3 separate regions of the Rattus norvegicus genome follow, and all the other regions are linked to region 3. A link is a contact called in public Hi-C data. All regions are on one chromosome and are shown on one strand. The core of a region is the stretch at or near the end of the contact, and the rest is flanking DNA. Distances in the headings are between cores, read along the strand shown. Region 1 overlaps Setbp1 (SET binding protein 1). Region 2 overlaps Setbp1 (SET binding protein 1). Region 3 holds the start of Setbp1 (SET binding protein 1).

Region 1 (4,712 bases), core at 2,013-4,512, 170 kb before region 3:
GAGCATCCTGGACGCTCACACAGAACACTTACAGACTTCATACCCACTCTCGGTTATTAAAGGTGGGGATCACCTAGAGCCTAGCTGGTACTTAAGGGCAGCATATTATATACACTGTGGCAGTGAACTAGCGAGGCTTTAGGCATACACAGCTCAGGAGACAGCAAATCCTGTGTGGCTGGAAGGAGGCCTGCCTGTATCACTTACTGTTCTTTCAGAGATGGAGGTCTATGTTTTCTTTCTGTATTTCTTGCTACTTCAAGCCTTGTTTGGGGAAGCATTCACCCACAACCAGTGATGCCATAATCACTCTGAAGCGGCTCCTGGAGTCATCACTGGCTCTATTTCCCTTCCACCAGGCAAGGAACTCGAGAGTACACACAGCCTTGAGGAAAACAAAAACTTTTTTCCAAAACAAGTGTGAGCACCCACAGCCTGAGGGGCATGGGATTCATTGGTGTGTGTGTGTGTGTGTGTGTGTGTGTGTGTGTGTGTGTGTGTGTTTTAAGATAGAGGGATGTTAGAAATGACAAGGTACATCTGAGTATATGCACCTACTCACCTTTGCTATCTCTAAAAGAAGAGACAATGTGAGTGTCAATACTGACCATTCTCTTTGGTTTTCCCTACAGCATCGCTCAACCTCCTGGAACACTGGGTAAGCCAATCCTAAGTCACAGAAACTTACCTGGAAGGCTATCTTCTTAGTAAGTTCTGTCCCTTTAATGTACTGGATGCAAAATAGCAAGCATGCTTGATAATCAAGTCACAAAGTTTATTGTCCTATTTCAAGGTATTAAAGTGTCTTTGTTATAACAAGAACGGTAGAATATGAGGTTGATTAAAATAGCTCTACTTTATAGACCTATAAAGATTCCTACAGTGGCGTCTTTTAATGACTCAGCACATGAAAAACATGAAGAACTGGGAACCATCCCACTTATTTGACAATGAAAGTATGTATCAAAATAAAAAAAAACAAATAAAAAACCATAAAATAGCAGTGACAGCAGCAACAACAACAACAGAAACCAACTCTTAGTTGCTTGCCCTGAACAGAACTCTGGTTTCAAAGTGTGCACAGAGTGGAAGGTCTAGGTCACAGCCCTCCCCACAGTGCAGGAATCCCCTTCTCTAAGCTCTCTGACAGACAGAGACCCAGCTTGAGTACTTCCTCTAAGTGTTGCTACTGGCATAGTAATCATCTTTAAAAGTTCCACCTTTATTCAGGTGAAATCCCCGCCCCCACCACTTAGTTCCAAGGAACAGGAGCCTTAGTTCCAGTCACCCTTTATGGGCCTATTGTCTTCCTGTGAAGTGGGATGTGAACCCCATTTTACCTAAGAAACAGAGAGGCTGAGGGCTGAGATAGCCATTCTTGGCCTCAGGATTGGGTTCAGAAATTCCCCGCAACCCCCAGGAGATTCCACTCCTCTCCTCTAACCCTGCTCTGAAGTCCTGCCTACAACTGTTCATCATTATTGTCTGGTCCTCCCAAAGGTGTCCAGCCATAGATGCCATCTCTGTATAGCCCAGGCAGAATTTTCTAGGTTTCTTCAATTGTTGCTCCATGCTTCAAAGCGTCCTTAGATCACAGAAGCTTTCTTTAAAATGTGACTCCCCAAACTGAGCAGAGTACCAGTGAGAAAAAACAAGTACTCCTAACAGTTACATGTTAAAAAAGTATACAAAAATTGGTTCTTGGTGCCGACCAGTGACTCATTGCTAGGAGCATTTGCAAGTGAAGATGTGTGAACAGAAGAGTATATTGTGGGACCCTCTGTGACACACTACAGCTTCCATTGTGCAATCCTTTCTATATTTTGCTTGATTTTCGTTTGTTTTACTTTATTTTGTGTGGGAGGTTGCAAGGGTGGAGGGCAGATACACTGGGACAGGGAAATGAGTGGGACTGCCTGATGTGCAGGATGTAAAATTCACAAAGAATCAATAGGAATTTGGGGGAAAAAGTATTGGTTCTTGGCATTGGGATGAGAGTGGGCAGCACAGATATGAGACATTTATCTATTTCCACAGTGGAAGTGCTTCCAGTTACAACTACCAATCTGAAGTCACCCATTGTAGAGAAGGGAAGAGATGTACCCAACTGACTCTTGCCATTGGCCCAGGGATGGCTTCACTACAGTACTGTCATGGTCAGTATCTGATGTGCCTATGATCCATTCAACTCCAGCCACTTAGAGGGAGACTGCACTGTGCCATAGCAACACATGAGGTGATCACTGTTCAGCTTTGTGGCCTCCCCATCCCCACCTGCATTCGAAACTCACAATCCTCTAAATTCTGATACTGGGAGTGGCGGGGGGGGGGGTCTGTGGCCAATAAAGAGGGTCTAAGTCACAGTTCTGCTGTGGTTTTCAGTGGTGAGCATAGCATAAAACTAACTTACCTCTGGGCTCAGGGGAAGGTAGGCAGGAAGAAACTAGTAATAGTGGTCCTTCTGCAGAAGCTCTCATTAGAAACTTAGTGGGGAATTCCCCACTGATCTCTAAACTCTTTAAACACGAATTACCCCAAGGTCAAATTTATTAGTAGATCTACCAGGCCAATAGAACTCTGAGCTTTGCTGCCGAATCCCTCTCATCTCTGGTGCCTCCCTTAAGTCTTGTGATTCAGCCAAGGCAGCTGCTTATATCCCAACCAAACCCCGCGTGGTTCACTGTGCATACAAAAATAGACACATGAGGCACTCGGTACTGTCATGGGCCTATCATTAGAACCTAGATGCACTCAGGTTATTCTCCAGTGAGGAGAAAGGGAAGACAGTAGATGGCAAATATGTGGCCTAAGCCACTAGGAGTACCTAAAGGACTCTTCCTTCTCAGAAATGGTTTTTACCTGTCTGAGAGTCAGCGTGCCTATTTCTTCAAGAGGATGCTAAAATACTGGCTCTCACAGGACTGGGAGATGAAGTAAAATAGTAGGGGATAATGAATGTGCCCTGTACTCACTACCCTGGTGTCCTCATTAGGGACACTTATCTTTTTGGTCTCTATTAAACAAAATGCCAAATGGCTGCAAAGAAGCAAGGTCATGGGTAGGAAGGAGTCACCAATCTCTGTGTGTGAATTTCTCTGCTCTGAACACGGCTTTAAGATCTATCTCTGCCAATCAGCCATTGTGAAATCAAGAAAGCTTGTCTCATGGAAACATGGAAGGAGTGGTTGGGGGGAAGACTGGCCAACTTTCAAAGATCATCATGCTCTTGAGCCAGAAGCGCACATAGAATTTAGTAGAGAGTACCAGAGCCTCTTAGTCAGAGCCCAGGCATTTTGCCTCAGTCCCAGCTATGTCTCTCAGCAGTGTGTGTCATTTGGAGGAGTCCCTAGAGAAAGATGGATAGGATCTTGGAGAAACTGATAGTTATGACCTCCTGGCTTATATTTCTACATCATATTGTTGAGTGGGATTGAAGCAAAGCAACTCTATTCAGCTGCTGTCCTGTTTAATCCAAACTTAATCTAAAGTGAGTAGCATGGATGCCTCAGTCCTAAGGTGGTTGTGTGCATGATCCAAGCCCATGCCTCCAAGAATAGCCTACACCTAGGGAGACCTAGAAGCTCATGAACCAGACATGAGACAGGCAGCCAACCACAGCTGGAAGGAGAGTTGGCCCTCTGAGCAGATTTCCAGAACAAGTCTTGTATCCTGTATGTGAAAATTCATATTCTGAGAGAGGAGGACCCTTGGGAAAATCGTGAAATTTCTTTTCTTCATTGACTGACATTCTCAGTCCAGGGAGGAGCTGGCAGCTGGAGGGACTGACTGAGTGCAAACTAGATTCATTCAGTGTTAGAAGCATCAAAGGGTCCTAGACATGTCTTACAGACAAGGATATTTAGATTCAGAAAAGAAGAACATCATATGATGACCATCACTTGTATGTGGACAAAGGAAAGGAAGGGAGGGAAATGAAGAAATATTAGTATGGGAGAGAGGCGAGGACAAAGGGAGCTACCTGAAATGAGAAACAGCTGTCAAGAGATTGACACTTTATAAACCCTTCCCTCATAGCTCTCCACTAGCTTTCTGAGTCACATCTCCCTCAAATAGCAAGACCCCACCCTCGATCTCATCCTGTGTTTATACATTTTGACAGAGTAGACTTTGATACCTCACTTCTCTCTGTCAATCTGATTATGGACATAATTATGGTCCCAACAAAGACATAACTCTCTCAAAAGCTTTGCCAGACTCTTCCTTCTCTGAATGTTTCTGCTGTTGTTTCTGTCCATTTAATTTGGCCCTCGGCATCCATACTTTTCTACCATCTCTAATGATATTAGAGTAAATCCATTAATTCATCCTGGGTGATGGCTATGATGGTCATGATACTATGATGATGATGATGGTGGTGGTGAGGAGATGACAAAGATAATGAAGCTTAGGAGTCTTTCACGAGCTAGCTGACCTATCTTACACTGCACGTCACTCTCTGTTCAGTCATGGTGACAAGAGTTCTCTAAAGGAAGGCAGAAGTTGCTTGAGTTTGCATCAGCTTTTGAGACCTAACGTGGCCTTCAATACAGCACATATGTAGCAAATGACTGCTGACTATAGAATGAAAACACAAAGATTTTGGAATGAAATTATACTGTGATTTGCTTTTGAGATGACCAGTGGTGCTGCACAGATGTGCTCATTTTTATCAAAACCTCTCACCCATTCTCAAAGGACCACAGAGGGGAACA
Region 2 (4,402 bases), core at 1,825-4,324, 230 kb before region 3:
ATCAGGTCAATCTGTTTTACTTGTCATTCAGGCCGTCCCTAATGTGCAACGTGATCTAGGGTAGGTTTACATAACATCTCATTCCCTCTTATGAAATGATCACCCTGGACATGCCTACTTCTCTAAGCTGCCCTGAAGACCAAATGGATAGGAAAGATTTTGAAAACCATAAAATACCAGGTAAGTGCAGGTCACTACTGTTTGTTATTACTTGGTCGAGAACCTTCCTAGTGACTTGGGAAAGCCGAAACCACTCAATATTGTCCGTGGAAAAACCAGCGTGGGATGCAGAGATGAGTTAGGGAATGTTATGGTATCATCCTTAGATTTTATGATTTCTATAGACTTTCTTGGACTTCTGGAACCTTACCCCCTCTTTCCTGGCTTCAGCTGAAGGGGAAACAGGAAGAGAAAGGTAGAAAAGAGGAAACAAAAACAACAGCCCTCCCTATTCTGGCACTAAACTTCTAGTTCCAAAAGCAGGTTTTATTTAGTGTGATGGCATTCTTCCCATCACAAAAGCAGCAGCCTGCCTACTTAGCCTCAAGGTGTTTTTGTTGTTGTTTTTGTTTTTTTTGGGGGGGGGTTGGTTGTTTTTTTCATTTAGAGGCGAGGTGACTGGTGGAGACCTCATCTGTGCTGGCCACAGCCTGTCCTTTCTCCCCCATGTCCCATTTCCTGCCCTTGCACCTCTGTATTTATACTGAGAAACAAAAGTGATTCCCAAATATTTATTACCTGTGGCTTTGGTGGGGAGGGAGAGTTGGGTTTTGGTGTGGGAACTAAACATTTTCTCTCTGCTTTATCAATAATGTCTCAGGGGTACTTGACATCTTGGGCTCTACCACTAAAAAGATCGAAAGCTTAGTGAGACTGGAGCCATTGCCCCAACAGCTCAGCCTGGTGGCATTTTTGAGAAAGCCAAGGAACTTCACAGAAGCTGATGAGGGAAGAGGAGTTAGCTTGGCATGCTGTGTGCTCCCTCATTGGGCAGACTTCCCTCTGAACTACTGTCCAGGTCTTTAGTTGATGTCTGAAAGGGAGCTGTTCTTCCTAATCATCTGGGAACACGTCTGATGCCACACAAAATGTTATTTACTAAGTAGATGCCTATATAAATCGGCTCCCTCCATGGTGGGTGACTGACGTATTTTGGGAATTGGTTTCTCCTTAAATAGTTGGCACTGAGGCATCTCTACGGGCTGTAGTGTATTTCCCAGCTTCTTCTGAATGAAGCCATGTCCTGTTAAGCTGGAATTATGCTCCTGGGACACAAAAGCAACTTTGAACACAGTGGATACTGTGTAAAAGCACCGGGGTAAGTGTGGGGACCCTCATTTCTAGTGCCAGCACTGTTCCTCTGGGTTTCAGTTTCCCTGTAAACAAAACATCTGGACAATAAAGGACAACAAGGCTCATTGCTACTTACTCACTGCACAGCCTAGAATGCAAGAATTCTTACCTTAGCATGGATGAGAGGGGAGGAGCTTTGGAATTAAAAAAACCCCAGTACACATAAGGTTATTTTTCTCTATAGCCATTTTTTATTGGGTTTCTCCAAGCCAGTTTTTATACAAAAGCCCTAGGCCATGGGTGACATTTGACTCAAGGATTCCACAGCCCATTTATCAATAGAAAGGGCAGAGCAATAGGAGCCTAGGGAACCAGATGCACAGAGGTGCCTAGCCCCCTTCCTGGCATCATTTATGAACTAGCTGCCAGTTGCCCTGTAGCACAACCCGAAAGAAGGCTGTAGTCCCAAGGGTCTCACATATATAACTGGGCAATCCAGATGTTTTCCTGTTGTGTCTGTCTGAAACCAAATAAAGACCAGGCTTCAGGGATTTCCTGAAAAGCATAAAACTTGGCAAAAGAAGTAAAAATTAGACTGGAGGGTCAATCTCTCTGGTAGCCATGAAACTTCTACAAATATAGGCCCAGTTCCTTAACCCTCAAACCACCACCACCCCATCTTTTGTTTCTTTAAAAGCATGGGTCTCTTTGTGTCTTTTGGGTGGCACAGTCTTTTCTAGGTAGCATTAGGGTGCCAGGGAGAGCATCCTAATAATTCACTGGATATTTTGTCTATAAGAATAAGAAAATGTAAAGTTGTGGCTACTCAAGGTAAAAGATTCAATTGTGTCCACAGACCAAAATGTATCAAGATAGCCATTTAGTGTTGAATACTAAGTATGCCCAAGTCAATGCTATGTCAGCCGGCTGATGGTACTCAGTTCTCTCCTTGTGTATAACCATAACTTCTTGCTAGCTCATAATCTGGGCACTGGAGATATTTGTCTTAAAGAACAAGACAAGATCAGGACATGTTTGGCCCATGTGAACTGCCAGACCACCGATACCACCACAGCCTCCACCATCAATCAACAGCATGGCGAGCTCTGCCTGTGGAGCTGGACACAATACAAATTTCGGGGGGACATCGACACACTAAACTCTTGGATATTGGGTTCACAGATAGAAATAATGTCCTTTGCCTTGCAAGCTATGTTGATGAAAGCGGTTAGTGCTGCACATCAGACTTGATACCTAGAGTGTCAGAGTCTGATCTTCAATCACTTCTTTCTCTCTGTTTCTTCACATGTAAAAACCACGTGACTGGACAAGATCTCAAGCAATCCCAGAAATCTGCAATATCCTGACAGCACCAGGCCTTGCGATGACCTAGCAAACATGGCAGCTGGCCAATGGGACTTAGGGAAGTCACTCTTTTGAAGGGTGGGCTAATTCATGGTTTGAAGGTGAACTTGTGGAGCTTCTGAAGTAACTGTCTCTAGGAAAGGTTCCCAATGCTCTTCTCAGCTCTTGGAGGATGCAGCAGCCTCCATAAGTGCCTGTCTTAATGTGGCAGCTTCCTCAACACTTTATAACCAACAGCATCTTATGTTAGCACATGTGCCATGTAATTAGATTTCCTTGTCATGGATGCTGAGCCCTTCAGTTTGAAAGAAGGCAGACACTTCACCAAGAGAGGAGAGCTTCTCAAATGCTGTGTGCCTGCTCCCTAGGGTTCATTTCAGCTAGGCAAGGAAAACACTGTCATTAAAATGGAGTCTTTGTCCTCTCAACAGCTGCTCCAGAGAACTGGAGCAAAGAGATTTTTAACTGGGCCACACAAAGCACAGATTCTAACCCTACTGACTTGGAGGGGGAGGGGGAGCTGATAATTACACTAGCTCTTTATAAAGATAATTTGCAAGAACAACACTTTACATTCCAACAATGGCTAGAGCTCACTGGGTAACATTTGACAGAACTGGAAACATTTCCCTTCCTAGGACCTCAGAGAGGATCACCAACACAGCTCAAATACTTTTTATTAGGAGAAGCCCTGACTGTAATTCTGCAGGCTGAATTCTAAGATTTCCTTTTCCTGCATTTAGGGATTGGGAGCGGTCATTTACTGAAGTCTTCATTTGCTCGTATGTAAGATTAGACTAAGAGGGCCGTAAATAGGAGTAGAGTGAGGAAAGAATGAGGAACTAAGAGCCACCTTACATATTAGAGGCCTACCCTACTTACTCTATTAATCTATGAGTACATGGAGAAGAGAGATTATGTTGAATACCTTTTATTGTTTTTACTTGGGGATATAACAAATGGAGTATTTTGAACCATCTAGTCCTGGTAAGCTGGGTTTTGTTTGTTTGTTTGTTTGTTTTGCTTGTTTGTTTGTTTGTTTTTTGTGGCCACTCTTTTGTTCATGAATAGCATTTAAATTTTTCAGTCTGGCCAATCAGTTCTTGTAATCTGGTTTCTGTAAATATAGTGTCATAGTAAGTTTGCAATATCACAAAAGACCTTAAATATCTTTGACACTAGTTGTCCAGTTTCCCATCCACCTGGGTTTTTTTTTTTAAGGTTACTCTTGCTTCTTTGTTTCCATATCATTTTTGTCATGTCTACCTCTTTCCTAAAACCTCAAGCAATCACTGATTACTCCTTTCCCTGGGCTTCTATAGGGTTTAGCACAGCCAGATTCACAGGGCAAGTTATGTACTGTCATTTCACCCACTGGACAGCCAATCTTTTGAGACAATCACCTACCATTTCAAGAATACTTTCTAGGAACATTGTCTAAATGTAGCATGATGGTTGAAAGCCTGGAGAGATCTTTCAGAAACCTTAATGCTGTCATTAGCATTTTTCTCTTCTGGCTGTAGACCTACTCATTGGCCTGAGTCTTGAAGAGACCCAGGCTCCCCATTCCTGCTCTAGTGGAGAAAGCTGTCTCATTGAAGCTATCACCTGATGCCACCAGGACCTCACCCAGACACAGAGAGCAGTGCTCTGCCCCCTATTCAGACTGCTGGCCTAAGCACAAAGGAAACTTGACACACCAAGTTTCTAGACTCAGTACAAAAGTTCAACTATTTCATTCTTC
Region 3 (4,357 bases), core at 1,109-3,608:
TTTTTAGGAGCAGCATGCTCTACTGATCGGAAATTGCAATTACCCAGCAATGCTTCCATCACGACACCAAATGCAGCGTCCCCGTTATCACTGTCTGGCTACAGATCTGCCCACTCCAATTTACCTGACTTGGATTCTCAGGAACTTCGCAGACAGTATTTTGGTCAAAGAGATAATGGTTCGAAAGACAAAAACAATAAATCCATACTGAAGGGCTTCCTTTCCGGAGTGATTTCCCACTGGAAACCACCGAAAGGGAAGCCTGCCGTTAATTCCCAAGCCCTCTGCTCCTGTACAAACGCACACAATGCGTGCTTTCAAAGGGGCATTCTCTGCTTTTAAGGGAATTCCTGCCTTTTCACAATCCCCAGCCCAGAAAGCACAAGAAAGAGACTCAAATCCACTGATTACGATTTTTTTTTTTTTAAGAGAAAAACTAACACACGGCCAGAACGCAAGCACACACCAACCTTCATTGGCTGGACCACTTCTCGCCTGTTCTTCTATTAACGACACGTTAGATTCTGATACATTTAACACCCCCCCTCCCAATCCAACTAGGTTACAATGTAGCTCTCTAGCTCCACTTAACCTGCAAGTTACAAAGAGAGGGGAAAAAATATCCTGCCGCCTCCCCACCCCTTTCCCTACCCCCTCCCTTTCCCCAGTCCACTTCACCAAAGCCAAACCCGCCAGCCCAGGCAGCCGGCAGCAGGACCAAGGGAGGGTGTAGAAGGAGGGGGTGGGGAGGGGATCAGATTAGCCGAAACTCAATAAGCTCCCAGCCCTCCAAGCCCCATGCTACCACCATCACCGCCACCAACGGGCTACTCCAGTTAAGTCAGCACCACTGGCGACCCACCAGCCGGCGGAATCGCGCCCATCCCCGCGCAGCTTCGCGGGGACCTGCATCCCGCCCCCTTGGCCGGGTCCCCCCCACCCCTACTCCAGCCCAGTGCAAAGTCAAAGCCCCGGCAAGGCGACGTGAACTTTTGCATGCATGGCACACACCGCCCCCGGCCCCGGGCGCGCTGGGCCCGCGGCGCGGCGGGAGGCTAGGCGCCCCAGCTCCCGCGCCAAGGTCGCCGCGCTCGCTCACCCATGTCCCGGCGGCTCCGGCTCCGCTGGCCCGGGCGCTCGCTCAGATTCCGCCTCCGGTCGCTCGTCCGAGCCCCCAAAGGTGCTGCTGCGGCAACTCCATAGCGACGAGCATCTGTCAAACGGCGACGCGCGGGGCGGGCCGCCCTCGCTCGGGGGGCGCCGGGGCCCCCGGGCGCGCAGGCGGCGGCGAGCGCCCCGGCCAGCCCCGCGCTTCCCGCCTGCCGCGGCCGCCTCCGCCGCGCCACCGATTTACGGAGAGAGATATCAAGGGGGAAAATGGCGTCTCCGGAGCCCGAGGAGTCCTGGAGTAATCACATTCACACACACGCCCGCCCGCACGCACACACACTCGCACACACTCGCACACAGGCGCGCGGCGAGCCCGGCTAATTTTAGCAGGAACCAAATATAATATACATATATGTACATATACATAAATATGCATATGTACATATATATTATTTAGATTTCCCCATCTCTCCGTTCAATGCTATTTTTTCCCTTTTCTCCAAAGGATGGATTGGAGGGTTACAAAATGTTGCCCGGCTGGGCTCGCAGGAGGCGGCGCGCCGAGGGCTGGGGCGCTTTTGCTGAGCTGTGCAGTTCGGTTCCCGGCGCCCGCCGGCCCTGCCGCCGCTGGTCCGCCCGCGGTCGCTACTGCCGCCGCCGCCGCCGCCGCCGCCGCTCTATGGCCGCGCCCGCCCCGCGCCCCCTCCGCGTCCCCTCGCCGCCCGCCCGCGTCCCCGGCGAGCGCTGGAGTGGGGTCGGGCCCGTGTGCCTGCCTCCCGCGCCCTCTCCGGAGTCCCGGAGTCCTACTGAAAGGAAGGGGGAGGGCGTGCGCGGGGGAGGGGGAGGATTGAAGCGGCCGCGCGGCGGAGCCGACGGGGACTGCCACCCCGCGATCTCTCTCGGAGGGGGCGCGAGAGCCCACACTGCTCGCCCCGCGAGCCCGGGCCGCTCCCCAGCCGGAGCCCAAGGAGGCGCAGCCAGTGAGCGGCCGACGACCTCTCTGTCCCTCCACCGCCCCCCTGGGTAGATTTCGGTCAATTGAAGGGATCTGGGTTCTTGCCGGAGGGGAAAGGAAAACAGTTCGGGGACGCGGATCGGGGACCCCTCGCCGCTCCGGAGCCCCTCCCGCTCCCCAGTGCCCTCGCGGCCCAGTAGCTCCAGCGAGTCGGAGTCTGCCGCGGAGACTGTGCGGCCGCGGGGACCGCCGCGGGCTGGGCGCCGGTTCCCGGGCTCAACACTGCCACTATCTGACACAACAGGAGCAGTGTTGGGGGGAGCTAGCTGCGTGAAGAGACGCGAGACGTGATAGGCTCTCCTAAATGGGTGCTCTTTTTTTTTTTTTTTTTAAACCTGGTAATTACATTTCACTTCCAGAGATTTATATTTTTTGTTAAGCTACTTGTTTGCATTCAGACGTTCACCAGCATCTCTCATTATTCAGTAGAACCGGACCCTTGATGAAGGCAAGGACCAGACAGGGATGACAAATGCACATTGACATACAGGGTGGCAGAAGTGAACAACATGAGAGCAACGTCTTCCTTTCTGACAAAATAAAATAAAATAAAATAAAATACGGCGCTGTTTCAAATCCCTCTGAGAATCTGTATTTGGGTTACAAGGGTCTTTCCAGGACAACTGAGCAATGAAACCCCTCAGGTTTCTATCGATGCCCTGTGACAAAATGAGGTGAATGTGATGGTTTTGGGGGGCACCTACAATGGATCTCTTTTAAACCTCCAGTAAAATGGGAGTTTTGAGAGGGTTCCTGGATCTCATGTTTTCTAAGAGTTTGGGGTCGTTTGGACTGACGAATGGAATGACCCAGAGGTGAGCAAGAGGGCTTCCTTTCACCAAGCCTACCAGCTACTACGGTCCTGCGTTAGTTGATAGTATGAATGCTACCACAGAACTACGCTCAGGCTACCCTTTTACCTGGAGTTTCCAAAGTGAATCAAATTGGTTTCACCGTGGTCTACTTCTCAGAGAACGGCTCTGTTTGGACACGAACTTTTCCCAAAGCTGTCACTGAAAGACTTCAGGGTAGCATTTCAACAGGTCTTTTATCTTCGTTCATATTGGGACGTTATTATTAATTATTTTTTTATAATCTTTAATTATAAAAAAAAAAGAGTAGGGTGGATAGACTGCTAAAGGAGACAGAAACCAAGGCACAGAAGCAAGGTCAAAACCAAACGTACTTTGGATCAAATGGCCGTGAGCTTGTGCTCCCAGACTTCTGAATCCTAGACCTAAACAGAACAGAATCTAAGTCAGTAGTAGCATCCAGTAGGTTTCCCGTCCCTTCTCAAAGGAGAAGGCCACTCAGAAATAGGAATGGCTTTCCCACCCTATATGGCTGGCAGATGTCATAATCAGAAGGGGGAGGGGAGCACGCTTCCTGGTTTGTGTACAGGGTCTTCTTTTCCATCCCGTGACTCCTCGCTTTGAAAGCAAATAGAAGAAACCTGTTCCTTCTTCCAAAATCCACTACAATAGCTCGTTAAGTATAAATGAGTGCAGAGATGGTGTTCACCTGGGAGAATACCTAGTGGACTTCCGTCAGCACAATGTTGAGGAAACGGTAGACTAGCCCAAGCCGTAGAATTAAAGTCACGAATGGACCCTATGTCCCTTGTCTTCTCACTGAGGGTTTCTTAAAAGCCTGTCTTTAGTTATGAGAAGAGAAAGAAGGGAAGAAGGCAAGAAGGGACATTCTTCCTTTGTCTTATCTATGTAGAGAAACTTTCACAGTCTCTTCACACGTTTTAATTTATGCTGGTGTATCACCTTATGAAAATAATGCTATGCAAATGGAATAATGGAGGAGTCATTGAAACCGAACCACTTTCCTGGGTTGTCGAGCTCTTGTTCTCATAGAACTTTCCCCAAATACTAGCTGAATGTCCTGACACCTCCCCTCATCTACTTCCGTAATAGGTCACCTTTGGATGGCCTCCGCACTAAAGCCTAGGGGAGCAAGTCTCAGGCCGACGGAGCAGTCAACGGGCAAACAGTGATGTGCAGGATTGAGAGAGGGTGATCGAGCAGCAGATGAGAACGCACAAGGCATGTGCCTTTTACACTTACACATCTTAATTTTCAGCATCGTGTGGTCAATAAGCTACTGTGTAGTGTAGAGGAGGCGCTGAAACCATGGATGCAGCTAGAGGTGCAGGCGGGCCACAGCACCAACCCTCTCATAGACTGCACAGCTGAGAGGGAACCATTGGCTCATTAATTCCTC

Evidence for each region. A called contact is a pair of places that touch in the nucleus more often than the background predicts.
Region 1: a contact with region 3 is called in a Hi-C map of psoas muscle, with 2.4 times the contacts expected there. The contact joins the enhancer-like site here to the promoter of Setbp1 in region 3. A contact is called at or near these places in 3 of 12 Hi-C or Micro-C datasets (frontal cortex, liver and psoas muscle).
Region 2: a Hi-C map of Schwann cells shows a contact between it and region 3, with 8 times the contacts expected there. The contact joins the enhancer-like site here to the promoter of Setbp1 in region 3. A contact is called at or near these places in 2 of 12 Hi-C or Micro-C datasets (Schwann cells and mammary epithelial cells) and 1 of 1 datasets of contacts at active chromatin or transcription factors (oligodendrocytes).

What each region holds. Positions count from the first base shown.
Region 1 is chr18:74,649,604-74,654,315 of GRCr8, forward strand. The region is part of intron 2 of Setbp1 (SET binding protein 1); the gene reads right to left. Among named protein-coding and RNA genes, the nearest start is that of Setbp1, 180 kb to the right of the region's middle. Within about 2 kb of position 3,263, at least 16 of the 93 cell types and tissues checked have an H3K27ac peak or open chromatin away from gene starts, as enhancers often do.
Region 2 is chr18:74,594,572-74,598,973 of GRCr8, forward strand. All of the region lies in intron 3 of Setbp1 (SET binding protein 1), which reads right to left. Among named protein-coding and RNA genes, the nearest start is that of Setbp1, 230 kb to the right of the region's middle. Within about 2 kb of position 3,075, at least 36 of the 93 cell types and tissues checked have an H3K27ac peak or open chromatin away from gene starts, as enhancers often do. A contact at or near this core is called in Schwann cells, where this site is marked.
Region 3 is chr18:74,825,097-74,829,453 of GRCr8, forward strand. Setbp1 (SET binding protein 1) reads right to left here and starts at 2,359. Exons shown (of 6, transcript NM_001427626.1): 1 at 1,100-2,359. LOC120098177 (serine/arginine repetitive matrix protein 5-like) reads left to right here. Exons shown (of 5, transcript XM_039097295.1): 5 at 669-1,412. The coding sequence ends at 1,412.